Linked DNA regions of Mus musculus: all the other regions are linked to region 1. The links are chromatin contacts, called in public HiChIP or PLAC-seq maps. All regions are on one chromosome and are shown on one strand. The core of a region is the stretch at or near the end of the contact, and the rest is flanking DNA. Distances in the headings are between cores, read along the strand shown. Region 1 has its middle 74 kb from the start of Atp10a. Region 2 overlaps Atp10a (ATPase, class V, type 10A). Region 3 has its middle 6.4 kb from the start of n-TEttc7.

The links. HiChIP or PLAC-seq counts read pairs in DNA pulled down with a chosen protein or histone mark.
Region 2: a contact with region 1 is called in a CTCF HiChIP or PLAC-seq map of CD8 T cells, with 5 read pairs. The contact joins two enhancer-like sites. A contact is called at or near these places in 2 of 15 datasets of contacts at CTCF or cohesin (CD8 T cells and large pre-B cells), 7 of 484 Hi-C or Micro-C datasets (adipose-derived mesenchymal stem cells, bone marrow-derived macrophages, cerebral cortex and 4 more) and 1 of 115 datasets of contacts at active chromatin or transcription factors (double positive thymocytes).
Region 3: a BATF HiChIP or PLAC-seq map of CD8 T cells shows a contact between it and region 1, with 9 read pairs. The contact joins two enhancer-like sites. A contact is called at or near these places in 1 of 39 promoter capture datasets (the 3T3-L1 cell line), 1 of 15 datasets of contacts at CTCF or cohesin (the NIH/3T3 cell line), 1 of 484 Hi-C or Micro-C datasets (nephron progenitors) and 1 of 115 datasets of contacts at active chromatin or transcription factors (CD8 T cells).

Annotation. Positions count from the first base shown.
Region 1 is chr7:58,582,214-58,586,337 of GRCm38.p6, forward strand. No RefSeq gene overlaps it. Among named protein-coding and RNA genes, the nearest start is that of Atp10a, 74 kb to the right of the region's middle. Within about 2 kb of position 2,243, at least 19 of the 459 cell types and tissues checked have an H3K27ac peak or open chromatin away from gene starts, as enhancers often do. A contact at or near this core is called in CD8 T cells, where this site is marked.
Region 2 is chr7:58,795,388-58,799,511 of GRCm38.p6, forward strand. It overlaps Atp10a (ATPase, class V, type 10A), which reads left to right. Exons shown (of 21, transcript NM_009728.2): 10 at 1,913-2,513. Among named protein-coding and RNA genes, the nearest start is that of Gm39019, 66 kb to the left of the region's middle. Within about 2 kb of position 2,259, at least 10 of the 459 cell types and tissues checked have an H3K27ac peak or open chromatin away from gene starts, as enhancers often do. A contact at or near this core is called in CD8 T cells, where this site is marked.
Region 3 is chr7:58,390,885-58,395,008 of GRCm38.p6, forward strand. No RefSeq gene overlaps it. Among named protein-coding and RNA genes, the nearest start is that of n-TEttc7, 6.4 kb to the right of the region's middle. Within about 2 kb of position 2,112, at least 25 of the 459 cell types and tissues checked have an H3K27ac peak or open chromatin away from gene starts, as enhancers often do. A contact at or near this core is called in CD8 T cells, where this site is marked.

The sequences.
Region 1 (4,124 bases), core at 993-3,492:
AACAGTATTAACTTAATGATGCTTTGTGATATTATATATTTTATTAAACTGGAGATTCGTGGACACCTGAGGAATCTTACATAAGAAATGTTTGCTAATGACAACACTGCTGTGCTGGCAAGAAGGCCCTCTTGGACTGGGCACTGGTGCCTCTGGTGAATGTCACTGGCTGTGAGGACTGAGTGGCTGTAGGCTTCATGCACCATCTGACTTGCCTATCTATATAGAAGCCGTTTCAAACAGAACTTTATGGCCTTAAGAAAAATGAAGGACGAGACCAAGGCCTCTTGGGAAATTAAAACTCTTTAATAGATAAAGGCTTTATAATTTCATTGCTAAATGTTCTTAATCCCCAGGAAAACTTGACAAAATATTCTCAATCTCTGTAAAACTCAGTGTTTGCCACTAAAATATATTGCTCAATAAACTCATCAGATGAAATACATACATGCCGATTCTGACATTATTATAGAAAACAAAGGGGACTCAAGAGATAGAGTTTGGGCATTAATGAATAAAGATCAACCCTGTGTAACAGTCCAATTTATTTTTAAATTTCTATATGCTGGTTCCTCCATATCACTATTAGTTACACACACACACAAACACACACTCCAAATGTATCTTGATGAAGGCTCTCTTAGAACAGAGAATAAGACACAGTCTGCAGACAGCTTCTTACTGTAGCACAGAACATTGCATTATTCTTTTTGGATGGTGTCAAGTTAAGTTTATTTTTATGATAACAAAACTGTTCATGGAAAAGTCACAAGTTATCAAGGGAAATGTTGCCGGAAGGCATGTGAACATACATTCAGAATGCCAGCGGCGTTCTTTAGGAGCTGTAACAACAGTCTGGCCTCTTCCAGAACTTCCAGAGCTAACACAGAACTCTCCTACCTCTTCTAAATCCACTGTAAATGCTGACCCAGAGAAGACTCCTTCAGCAGAAGGTGTGCTGCTGTTAGAAATAAATATAATTCCAACAGAAGGTAGGGGTGCACACCTATAATCTCAGCAGTTAAGAGGCTTGTGAGCATGAGGCCATCCTAGGCTGTGCACAACCAGCGTCTGTAGCAAAATGAGCAAATGAAGAAATCAGGTCTACTCTACTAGATATTCTATGTGAAATTTAATTTGTTTCTACATCCACATCAGAATCCTTGCAGGTCAGAGGCGGGAGTCCAAGGGATGAGGAAATGCTTGTAGGCTGAGTGCACTGTAAGTATTCGGACTGCTTCTCTGAGGCTCTCTTCCCCCTCCATATGACTCTCAGGCTGGAAAGCCAGTGTGTTGTTTCTCATGCCTATGGTTCCCTGGGATTGTAAGAACTCCAATTGGTCCACCCCAACCGCCTCCTTCTATAATGGCCCAAGTATTTGATGGCAAACTATTAGATTTAGACAGTACATGCTCACTCCTCATATACCTTTCTACCAATACAAATTTACAAGCTAGGTATGGTGAGGCATAACACTCAAGAAGCTGAAGCAGGAGAATTTCAAAACCAAGTCGGCCTAGGCACAAAACAAATTCCAAGCCAGCCTGAGCTATACAACAAGACCTTGCTTCAGAGGCAGGAGGTATTTGTTACAAGAATTTTGCCAAGACAGTCAGGAACAGTGTGTTGGCCCTGCTGCCATCTTAGCAGTAGCTTCAAAAGGACAGTTTTAGCTTAGAAAAGCATGCTTTCCTCTTTTAGTGTGACACTTCTCAGAGAACATAGTAAAATAGAACTAAATGTTTTTTATTTAAAAGAAAAAGTCGCACTTTTATTTAAGGCCTACGAGAAGGATCCAGATGAAACGCAAGTCAATGTCAGATCAAGCCACTTTATATATATATATATATATATATATATATATATATATATATATATATATATATATATTAGGTATTTTCCTCATTTACATTTCCAATGCTATCCCAAAAGTCCCCCATACACTCCCCCCCACTCCCCTACCCACTTTTTGGCCCTGGTGTTCCCCTGTACTGGGGCATATAAAGTTTGCATGTCCAATGGGCCTCTCTTTGCAGTGATGGCCGACTAGGCCATCTTTTGATACATATGCAGCTAAAGACAAGAGCTCCGGGGGTACTGGTTAGTTCATAATGTTGTTCCACCTATAGGGTTGCAGCAGATCAAGCCACTTTAATTGCTTGACTTTTCCTCACAGAGGGTTCTGTCATCAGTGGTGTGGGCTGCTCACCACTAGATGGTGCCATTGTCTACAGTGCATGCCTTGCCTCTACACTTTTTGCCTTGGGGAGGGGCGAAGGAAAAATACCGGTTCACTTTAACCTATCATCCTGTATTAAGCATTAGCAAGATGCTTCTGAGTCATGTGCTGCTTCTTCAGAGGTTTTCACCTGAAGTCAGGATCCTCTTGGGTCTTCTCCAGGCTTGGAGGAAGGTGGTGAATTAGCCTCCATCTTAAGGTAGCACAGGTACCAGGAATGCAGCAGGGTGCATCAAGAGGATTTGAAAGAAAGACTCAAATTGAAATTGTTCTGGAGAGAAGCAGTTTTGTAGAGAAGAGTTAACAATGAGCTTGACAGAGGTACTGCATCTGAAGAACATATTCCCCCATAGGAAGATGATCTTAGGGTCTAGAGCCTGGGGTATAGGTACTGGGGACTGTGATCCACAGATTCCCTAGGCTGTCTGGAAGTGTGCCATCCTTGTGCAGTGATGACATAGCACCACATGTCATGCATGTACCACTTTATCCTCTTCCAAATGAAGCAGTGAGTTGAGGCATCTTCTACCTGGTTAAATAACAATGCTGGCTTCATTCCCTACAGGTAGCTTTCTTTGTACATAGACTGAGACCTGGGGAGCAGTTGAGCAGGAACTGCAAGAAATAGATGAGGGCAGAGGTACAAGGAGAACATCACCTCCCAAGCATCACAGAGAAGGCATCTGAGCTGCATGTCCATGAAGGGGCAGGCTGCACTGGTGCCTGTGATTTCTCAAGTGTGTCAATTACTATGAAATGACTAGGGGAAATATTGACTTTGCCATTTTATTGGTGGATTCTGGGGATTGAGCCCAGGGTCTTGTATATGCCAAGCACATATGTTTTACCAGTGAGCTGCAATCCTAGTCCTACTAGCAGTGGCTTTAAAGAGAATCTCAGAACACTTGAACTACTGTCCCAAAGACTAAACTACATGGGAGCGCTTACCTAATGTTGTGCCAAAGGGTGAAAGGAAGAGGTAACAGCAATCGTTTTGGGAACTTCTCAGTTATGTGAAATTTAGGGCTTATAAATTCTCAAAGACAGCCCAGAGGCAGGATCAAGAAGCCCAGGAGCTAGGTGGCAATGGTCCAAGCACTAGGATTTGCCACAGCTTGAGAGTGAGCAATCTGGATTTCATGTATGTGACATCCCCTGCTGTACACAGGACAGTTCCCTCTTTCAGACCAAGAAACAAGAGTGTTCTATAACAGAGCTTGAGTACTTTCCTCTGGGGGTGGAGCAAAGTATGTTTCAGTTTGGCAGTCCCTGTGGGAAAAGCACAGCCACACCCTTCAGGAGAGTAGAGACAAAAAGGCAACTCTGGGGGCTCCTTCTCCTCCCTTCCATTCTCCACAGCATGCAGGCACCACTGTGATCAAATGGGCAAGGCAAGTGTTATTTTAAGAACTGAAATTCTCCAGAACCCTGAAACACTCCAAGAATGTTCAAGGAAAGCTATTTTTATCCTTTGAAGGTTAGGCTAATATTTAATCTTCTCAAAACATCTAATATATTGCATAGATAAGCCCTTCTCTAGGTTCCCAAGAGAAAACTGCATTCACAGTGCAAAGCTTTTACTTTCTAGTGACATGAAATGACATCACCAAGGTGAGTGGAGCCCCTGGGGGATGGTTTAGATCACATGCTTGCAGAGGTCCCGAGTCACTGCAGACATGGGAGGAGATCCCTTCTTCGTGCACTTTTCTCTCTGCCCCGAGACACTAAGGTAACTGAGAAAGTTTAGCATGAGTGATAGAAAGGAAGATATCACCCCTCTATAAGTCAAAGACAAATTATAAACTAAAAGGCAAAAGAGGTTTCATTTGTAAATTTTTTAAAATAATTGTATATTTTTTCTGTCGCTGAGTGAAATTTTGCTTA
Region 2 (4,124 bases), core at 1,009-3,508, 210 kb after region 1:
TCATGTGAAAAGGGCTCCTGTGTAGCCCAAGTGTTCCTCGTAGAATTGTGCTCATGAATCAGGCTGCATAATAGATGCCTGTGAGCCTGGTTGTTCGTATCAAGTAAGTCATGGATGGAAATGGTGTTCAGGGCTGAATGTGTGCCCTAGACCTGCCCCCTACCAGCCTCCTGGCTCACCTCTTCCAGCAACCTTCCTCCACTAATAGAACCCCTGGGAGATTATGTGGAGTGAGCAAGGTAGACTACCACTCTCTACAATGGCAGAAAACATTGTTCACTTTGCTATGCTCTTAATTCTCAATACTTCAACTTGGCAAGGCCCTAAGAGACCTGAAAGATCCTAAAACTGGACAGAAGACCTCAAGCTTACACTCCCATGCAAAGCTTGTATAGCCAGCTCTAAGGAGAAGCTGATTCCTACGGTGGTACAAGCTGCCTTAGCATCCCTTACCTGGCTGTGGGAACTTTTATCACAAAGCATCAAAGCCCTCTGGCATGTATACTTCTGGAGGGCTGAGGGCGTGCTAGCTTACCCTTTAACTAACATAAGGTGTGTTCGGAAGGTCACATGTGCCATCCTACAGAGGGAACAGAAAGAATAGTTACTCACCCACCCTTGCACTGCAAATGAATATGTTTCTGAATACATTTTTGTTCCTGCATCGAGGTAAATATCACCGTCAGGAGTGTTGGAGGCATCAGGTGCTGCAGAGTGATACCTTTACCCACTCAGACAGATAGCATAGTCATTCCAGTGTGCAAGGACATACGGTTCCATGGCAGAAGGTAGGCTTAGCATGCACGAGGTCCAGCACTCAGTTCTCAGAACCAAAAGAAGCAAATAAAAAGAGAGGCACTATAGGTCCAAAGGAAAAATGCTTTTGTCATAATTTAGGCCTGTGTCTCACTTGTCCTAATGCCTGGATTAGCCGGAAACTACTATGGTAATCTACAACTTTGGTCCCAAAAGATCAGGTATAAAGTTTTAAAAATCTGTACATTTCAGATTTGGGTTGTTTTAACATTTGCTTTTTCTCCCATCTTTTTTGTCTCTATCACTACTACTACTACTACTACTATTACCATTCCTTACAGTGTATTATTTGTCATTTCATCCTGTTCCCCAGCTCCTCTTAGGAGCTACCCTACCCACTCAAATTTTGTCTGTCTTTCCCCCACTCCATTTTTTTTTAAACTGCTCAAATAATTTGTGCTGTCCATATACTCATGGAGGTATGGCCATCGCTGGAGCTTGGTCGACTTAGCATGGGCCACACCTTTAAAACTAGCTTTCCCTCCAATCTCTGGGAAGCTATCAATTGCCAACAGCTCTTTAGCTAGGGGTGAGATGTCATGCCCTGTCCCCTCCATGCTGGGATTGGGGCTGACTGGAGCGCATCCTTACATTTCAGGTTTCTCTTGTTTCAGTATATTCTCATTAAGTAAAGAGTGGCTTCATTGCTCTCCTGTTAACCTTTTAAACCTCTAACAATATTCTGTGTGTGCCTCCTTTTTCTTTTCAGATGCTTGTTAAAAAGATTTTAGTAATTTGGATTACGGATCAGTCTGTTTATTAATTTGCTGAGAAAGGTTTTTGGGGGTTTAGACATGTTGACTGGTATATAAGCATTTTAGTGATATAAGTCAAAAGAATATGTAAACTAGTCTCATAAGTAGACACAATTGGATTAGAATCTGTGCTCCTCCTGTCTCAGCCTCCTGAGTACTGAGATTGCAGGTTTGATCCACTATTCTAGTCCTTAAGTGGCTTTTCCATTGTGGAGTAGGTGGAAGAGACAGGCTCAGTTTGTCCTGAACGTCAGCGAACCACTTGCTCCCCTGAGGTACTTATGAAGAGTGAGGGATAGTTGGGATTTTTCTCATCTGCCTTTGGACTGCTTCCATTACAGGTGAGGGTGAGGTTTGAGCTGAAGTCCCCAGTAAAGACCATAGAAGATTTCCTTCGGAGGTTCACGCCCAGCCGCCTGGCTTCTGGCTGCAGCAGTATCGGGAACCTGAGCACCAGTAAATCCAGCCACAAATCTGGATCAGCTTTTCTGCCCAGCCTGTCTCAGGACAGCATGCTTCTTGGGCTGGAGGAGAAGCTGGGTCAAACAGCACCGTCCATTGCCAGCAATGGCTATGCCAGCCAGGCAGGCCAGGAGGAAAGCTGGGCCTCAGAGTGTACTACAGACCAGAAGTGTCCAGGGGAGCAGAGGGAGCAGCAGGAGGGGGAGCTGCGATATGAGGCTGAGAGCCCAGATGAGGCTGCACTGGTGTATGCAGCCAGAGCCTATAACTGTGCCCTGGTGGACCGGCTTCACGACCAGGTGTCTGTGGAGTTGCCACACCTAGGCAGGCTCACCTTCGAGCTGCTGCACACACTTGGCTTCGACTCCATCCGCAAGAGGATGTCAGTGGTGATCCGCCACCCGCTGACTGACGAGATCAATGTATACACCAAGGGGGCCGATTCGGTGGTCATGGATCTTCTGCTGCCCTGTTCCTCAGGTAATTAGCCTCCTCTTCTTACATTGCACCCTAGAGCCAGGCAGGGCATTTTGAGAAACTCTACCCAGCTGAGTCAAGGGATTTTCATTAATCCTGCCTGTAGCACAGACCCTTTGAGAGAATCCCAGCATTCTTAGTGCCCAGTGGCATGAATTTAGGGGGCTTTGGCATCTTGACCTCACTTTCTTCTGCCCTTTAAGCATAGTGGAGTTAGAGATTTCTTGGAAAGCATCCCACTTAAATTATAAGCAATGAAAACTGGAGAGCCTTTAGATCGAATGTTCTGGAAATTTCCTTTCTGCTGTAGACTTAGGGCAGCTTTGAGTTCTAGGCCACAATCTTTAGCTTGTTTGTGGGCTATGTAAGAGTAGATTGGTGTCATAGGAAGTGGGCCTCCCAACATCTTTATTCTGCTTTCAATGGGCTAAGGACCCCTCTTTCCATTACTTTTGGGGTAAATTGTGGTTTGTAAAACCACAGTGTGATTAACCATCAAAAAGGTTGTAACTCTGTGCAGCTAGAAATCCCCTCCTGACCTGCAGAAGGAAAGCAAAGGCCACATTGTAAAGTGAACTTGGCTTTTTCTCTGTCAACACTGTAGTGAGAACAAAGGAGTGAGGATGAAGGTGGATGCAGAATGCTGATAGTAGCCCAAAAGGATCCAGCCCAGGGCTTTGATGCTTGACCCCTACAATCTTTCTGGCTTCCATATCTGGAATCACATTGGGTATCACCTGTTGTGAGACTGTATATGGAGTTCTTGATGCTCATAACAGAGCCCTATTAATGGGTTGATTTTTTTTTCCATTCCAAGATAACCTTCATTTTTATTCTTGATGCTTGTTTACACCTACATGAAAGAAAGCACAGAGAAGGTAGCTGTCTGAGCAGATTTCCTTCTACTGGCAGTACTTCAAGGCAGAATGATAGACGGTAGAGGCTTCAGCCTCTCTCACAAGAAAAAGGAAAGGTACTGTAGAAAAAGGACTGTATGTGGAAGGCATGTGGTGCGAGTAGGAGGGAGATTAGAGAGGCAGGGGGACAGTAATCAGGATGCACTGTATGCATGCATGAACTTCTCAAAGAATGAAGTCACTGGCATGTACAGTGGGGAAGAGGACAGCTGAAGAAGCCCATCACATCCTATGCTAGCTGTAGGGGGCAGTAAGCCCTACGTAGCTGGGTGAGGAACCAGACTCCCTGAAGGAAGCCATCTAATTTAAGAGGTTTAAGAACATCACAACTGTATAGATAAACCATAAAGAAACTCTTACTACTCAGTCTTGTAATGCCACCTGATAGTCAACTTTTTTTATCACTGCCACAAAATACCTGAAAATATCAGCCTATAGAGAGGATCACAGTTAAGAGATGTTAATACACAGTTGCTTGACCCTACTAATCCCAGTATTGTGATGAGGCAGGCTGTTGTTGTAGGCTCACCTACTAGAACAAACTCCTTATCTCATGGCTAGGAAGCAAAAGTGGAAGGGGGTGCAGTCCAGGTACTATTTACCCCCTTTGAAAGCATACTCCTGGTGATCTAATGAACTTCCACCAAGCTTCAGGTTGTGGGCATCATTCACCCTGCTCCAAAACAGTGGGACCAAA
Region 3 (4,124 bases), core at 862-3,361, 190 kb before region 1:
GAGAAAGGTTGCTTCAGAGACTGATATGGGAAGTATATAAGATAAGACTAGTGTGTCATATTGTGGAAAATCAAGGAAGTACACAAATATATGTAATAAATAATTAAATAGTACACAATGATATTTCTTGTAAGAAGAAAAATATCCTCATTGAAGCCACCAATTCAAGTCAGTTCTAATACCATTGACCAAGAGGTAACATTGGCTCCCAAAATCTACCCTCCTCATGAAGGTACCAGCTGATAGCCTATGCTGTTTTCACCTGTGTACTTGACCCACCTCACCAGCTTTAAACTAGAATTAGTATAGCTCCCTTCTTGGGTTCAATTAATATGCTAGACAGGCTCAGAGAATTCCATTTATTATAAAGGATGCTGCAGAGGGTGCATAGAAAGAGATAATAGAAAAGTGGTAAACCCTTTACTTTGGGGTTTTTATTGGTGGTGTGAGGGGGGATGGAGGGTGATGCTGTTTTGGTTTTCTTTTTCTTTTTCTCTACAGTGATGGGGATAAAATCAGGGGCCTTGTGCATACTGCACATTCTACCACTGAGCTGCATGGTCATATCTAGTGGATTCTTGTGGAGACTTGACTACATATGCATGGTTGAAGGAATCGCCAGCTTTGGGCGATAATATTTAACCTCCAGCCTCTCTCCTCTGAAATTAGTGAGTCTTAATTTCACAATATCAAACCTTAAGAAAGAATCAGGAGGAAAAAGAGGGAAAACCAAAGGCAAAGGAAGATAAATTGGGGTGAGATAAGCCATTGTGTGCAACTGAATAATAATTCACACATGAAACTTTAAACTTTGAGTAAGTCACAAAAATAGTATGTGTGTCTGTGAATCTTATGGTGTGCTTGGAGTCCAGAAGAGGGCATGGCATTCTTGGGAAGTACAGTTATTTGCTGTCGTGTGCGTACTAGGATTTGAACCTAAGCCTTCTGGAAGAGCAGCCAGTGTTTTAACCTCTGAACTATCTCTCCAGACTCAAAGTTTTTCTTTAAGAGTGAATATTCTTGTCTTTCTTTTCTTTTCCTTTCCTTTCTTTTCTTTTTCTTTCTTTCTTTCTTTCTTTCTTTTTTTTTTTTTTTTTTTTTTTGGTGTTGTTTTTTGAGACAGGGTTTCTCTGTGTAGCCCTGACTGTCCTGGAACTCACTCTGTAGACCAAGCTGACCTCCAACTCAGAAATCTGGCTGCCTCTGTCTCCCCAGTGCTGGGATTAAAGGCGTGCATCACCACTACCTGGTGAATATTCTCTTATTGTCTCTCGGTAGTAATTTCTATTATCATAATGCCTATGGACTTTGTACATGGGAGAAGATAATATGAAAACTTTTATTCTTCTTTTCTTAAGACATGTTTGTATACAATATAGCTGTATTAAAGCTCTTAGAGTGTACTGAGAAGAAATGAATCGCTTTTGGCAAGTTACAGTATCAAGTTTCTCATAAGGGAGAAGAAAGATGAGAAATAGCCTTCAGAAAGGCACCGAGAGTCAGTGAAGATGTGTCTGCGTGCTGGAGTACTTATCTTCCCCACACCCTTGGAGTGATCCCCAGCACCATAATTAAAAATAAAAATGTATCTTTCTTCTGAAAGAAAGAGGAAAGTCATTTATATGGCTTCAGCAAAGAGCTTCTGAAAGCCTGTTTTGACAGAATGGGGGTTCTGAGAGCATCAAGACATAAGATCAAAACGCCCACAAGACTAAGATGAGAGGAGAAATGCCTCCCTTGTGAAACTCAGCCAGCTCTCTTTTAAGCAAATCTCTTGTAAAGTTTTTTTTTTCAATTCAGTGTCTAGATTTGCACAATGTAAATCCAGAGCAGAGACTCATTGGACAATATATTATTTACAGTCATGTCTGGAATAAAAGGCTTACAGTTGTCAGCAAAGACATAGTGAGTCTTCAGAAATATTTGTTTTTTAAACATGTTTCATAGTGGGTCATCTTCCACAGTTTTCATCAGCTTAGCTGTTTCAGAAGGACCTGTGTGGGAGCCACTTTTTCCTATCAGCCAAGGCTTTCTTCCTATTCTGAAGTGCTTCTCAGATGAATACTTTGTGTATGCCAACGGTTTCTTGAGGTTGGCACTGTGGTTTGAGTCATCTTAGTGAAACTATGACAAAAAGATGCGCCCAGAGTGAGAGTTAGAGTTGGGCAGACAAAACATGAACCAGAATCTGAGTATGGGGCAGGTACAATTATACCAAGAATACTGTGTGTCTGCAGTAGTGGTTCCTGTGTGCTCTTAATCTTAGGAAGTTGGTAAAGTTAAGCTTTTGTAATTAGAAGCTTTCTAACAAAGTTCCAAAAAGCACAAACTTCAGGCATACAAAAAAAAAAAGGCTAAAGATTTGAGATGATCCTAGGCTAACCTACTCCTCAGGATCCTACTTAGGAAAAATTTTACTCTCTCAGTACTTGTAAGTGTACAGATGAAGCATCTCCATCGTGGGTCCAAGATACACATGCTGGAAAAAGGGTATTAGACTACCACATGTTACATGCTAGAATGCAATGCTGAGACAGAAAAAATACAACTAAGGATGAGTAAGTAAAAATTACTAGTCAGTTAAATGCCTTAGAGGGTAAAGGTGCTTGGTGGCAAGGCACATGACCTGAGTTTGGTCCCCTGGACTCTTCTGATGGAATGATAGTACCAACTTCAGAGGCTTGTCTTCTGACTTCCTCATAGGTGCAATGGTACTAGCATGCTTCCCAGTCTCCTTCCCAACAATAAATCAATAAACAAACAAAAAGCCCAAGTAAGCAAATAAATAAGTATAATTTAAATTTTTCCTACATCCTAACACACAAGAAAACAAAATAAACCCAATACTAAAAGCTTCCTATGAAATATTGGAGACCTGCTTAGGTAAGAGCAGTGCAGCACTGAGGCTGCCTCGGCTGTGTTATGCCACTGTGATTTAATGAAGGACCAGCAGGTCACACTTGCTTTAACAAAGGTTGATGACTAGGTACAGTGAAGGGAGTGTATACAATATAGAAACGGGGGTGGGGGGTGTTAGCTAGCAGGGCTAGAAATGAGCTACATGATTCAGCTTCTGATTGGGTAAGTTAAGGAAAAACCTAAAGAAGCAGAAGACTGCTGTCTTCTGATACCACTTGAGAGTGGAGGACATTCTACAATGGAGGGTTTCAAATAATTTAGTTTATAGGAAAATCAAACAAACTAGAGACCCACGTGATGTAAACTGACAAGGATTTGTAGTTGCTAATCTTAGCCAAGGAAAGGACACGTGGTGTTTTGTGAGTGACAAATGGACTTGTTTTGGTCTGTGCTTATACAAATGTAAGTCATATCTCATGGCATCCATTTAGTGTTTCTTTACGGATACATATTTAGGACTAACCACATGAGATTAGATAAGCCACCAGGAAGCTCTTCACTGCAGAAGACTGATTCTCCTTCAAGAATGGAAGGTTTTAAGCAAAAGGTCATGCTAGGAGACTCCCTAGAGAATCAGACTGAAAAGGAAAAAGGCTGAGGACACAGACCACATTTAGAATGCCAGAAGTTACTATCCAGTATGTGATTAACAACTACTAAAGGTGCTGAACATGGACTAACAAAATCATTAGACGGAAGACCTGAGACAAGTCAGGCAGCTTTACAACAACTTGGGAATACCCTAAGGAGGGCATGTACCAAACAAGGGCCATGGAACTGAGAGAGCTGCTGGAACAAGAGCTTAGAGCTCTTGCCCTACAGCCCCAGGTTGAATCCCACAAGTGACTTTCAGCTTCTGGGAACCTCATTTCTTCTGACCCTTTCCAAGTCCCAAGGCCATGTTCTAATAGTTCTGTGATTTTATAAAAAAGTATAAACAGTATGGTACTGACACAAAAACAGATAGATAGTTTAATGAGATAGAACCAAGGGCTCTGATATAAGATCCGATACCTACAGTCACCTGTTTTTAGACAAAGATGTTGAAAATACACAATGGAGAAAAAGAAAGGATCTTTTAAAAATGGTGCCAGTAAAACTGGATATATACAAGTAGAAAAATTAATCATGATTCTTCTCTCTAATGCTGTACATAAATAAATAGCAAATGGATTAGAGATATCAGTGTTATACCTGAAACCCTA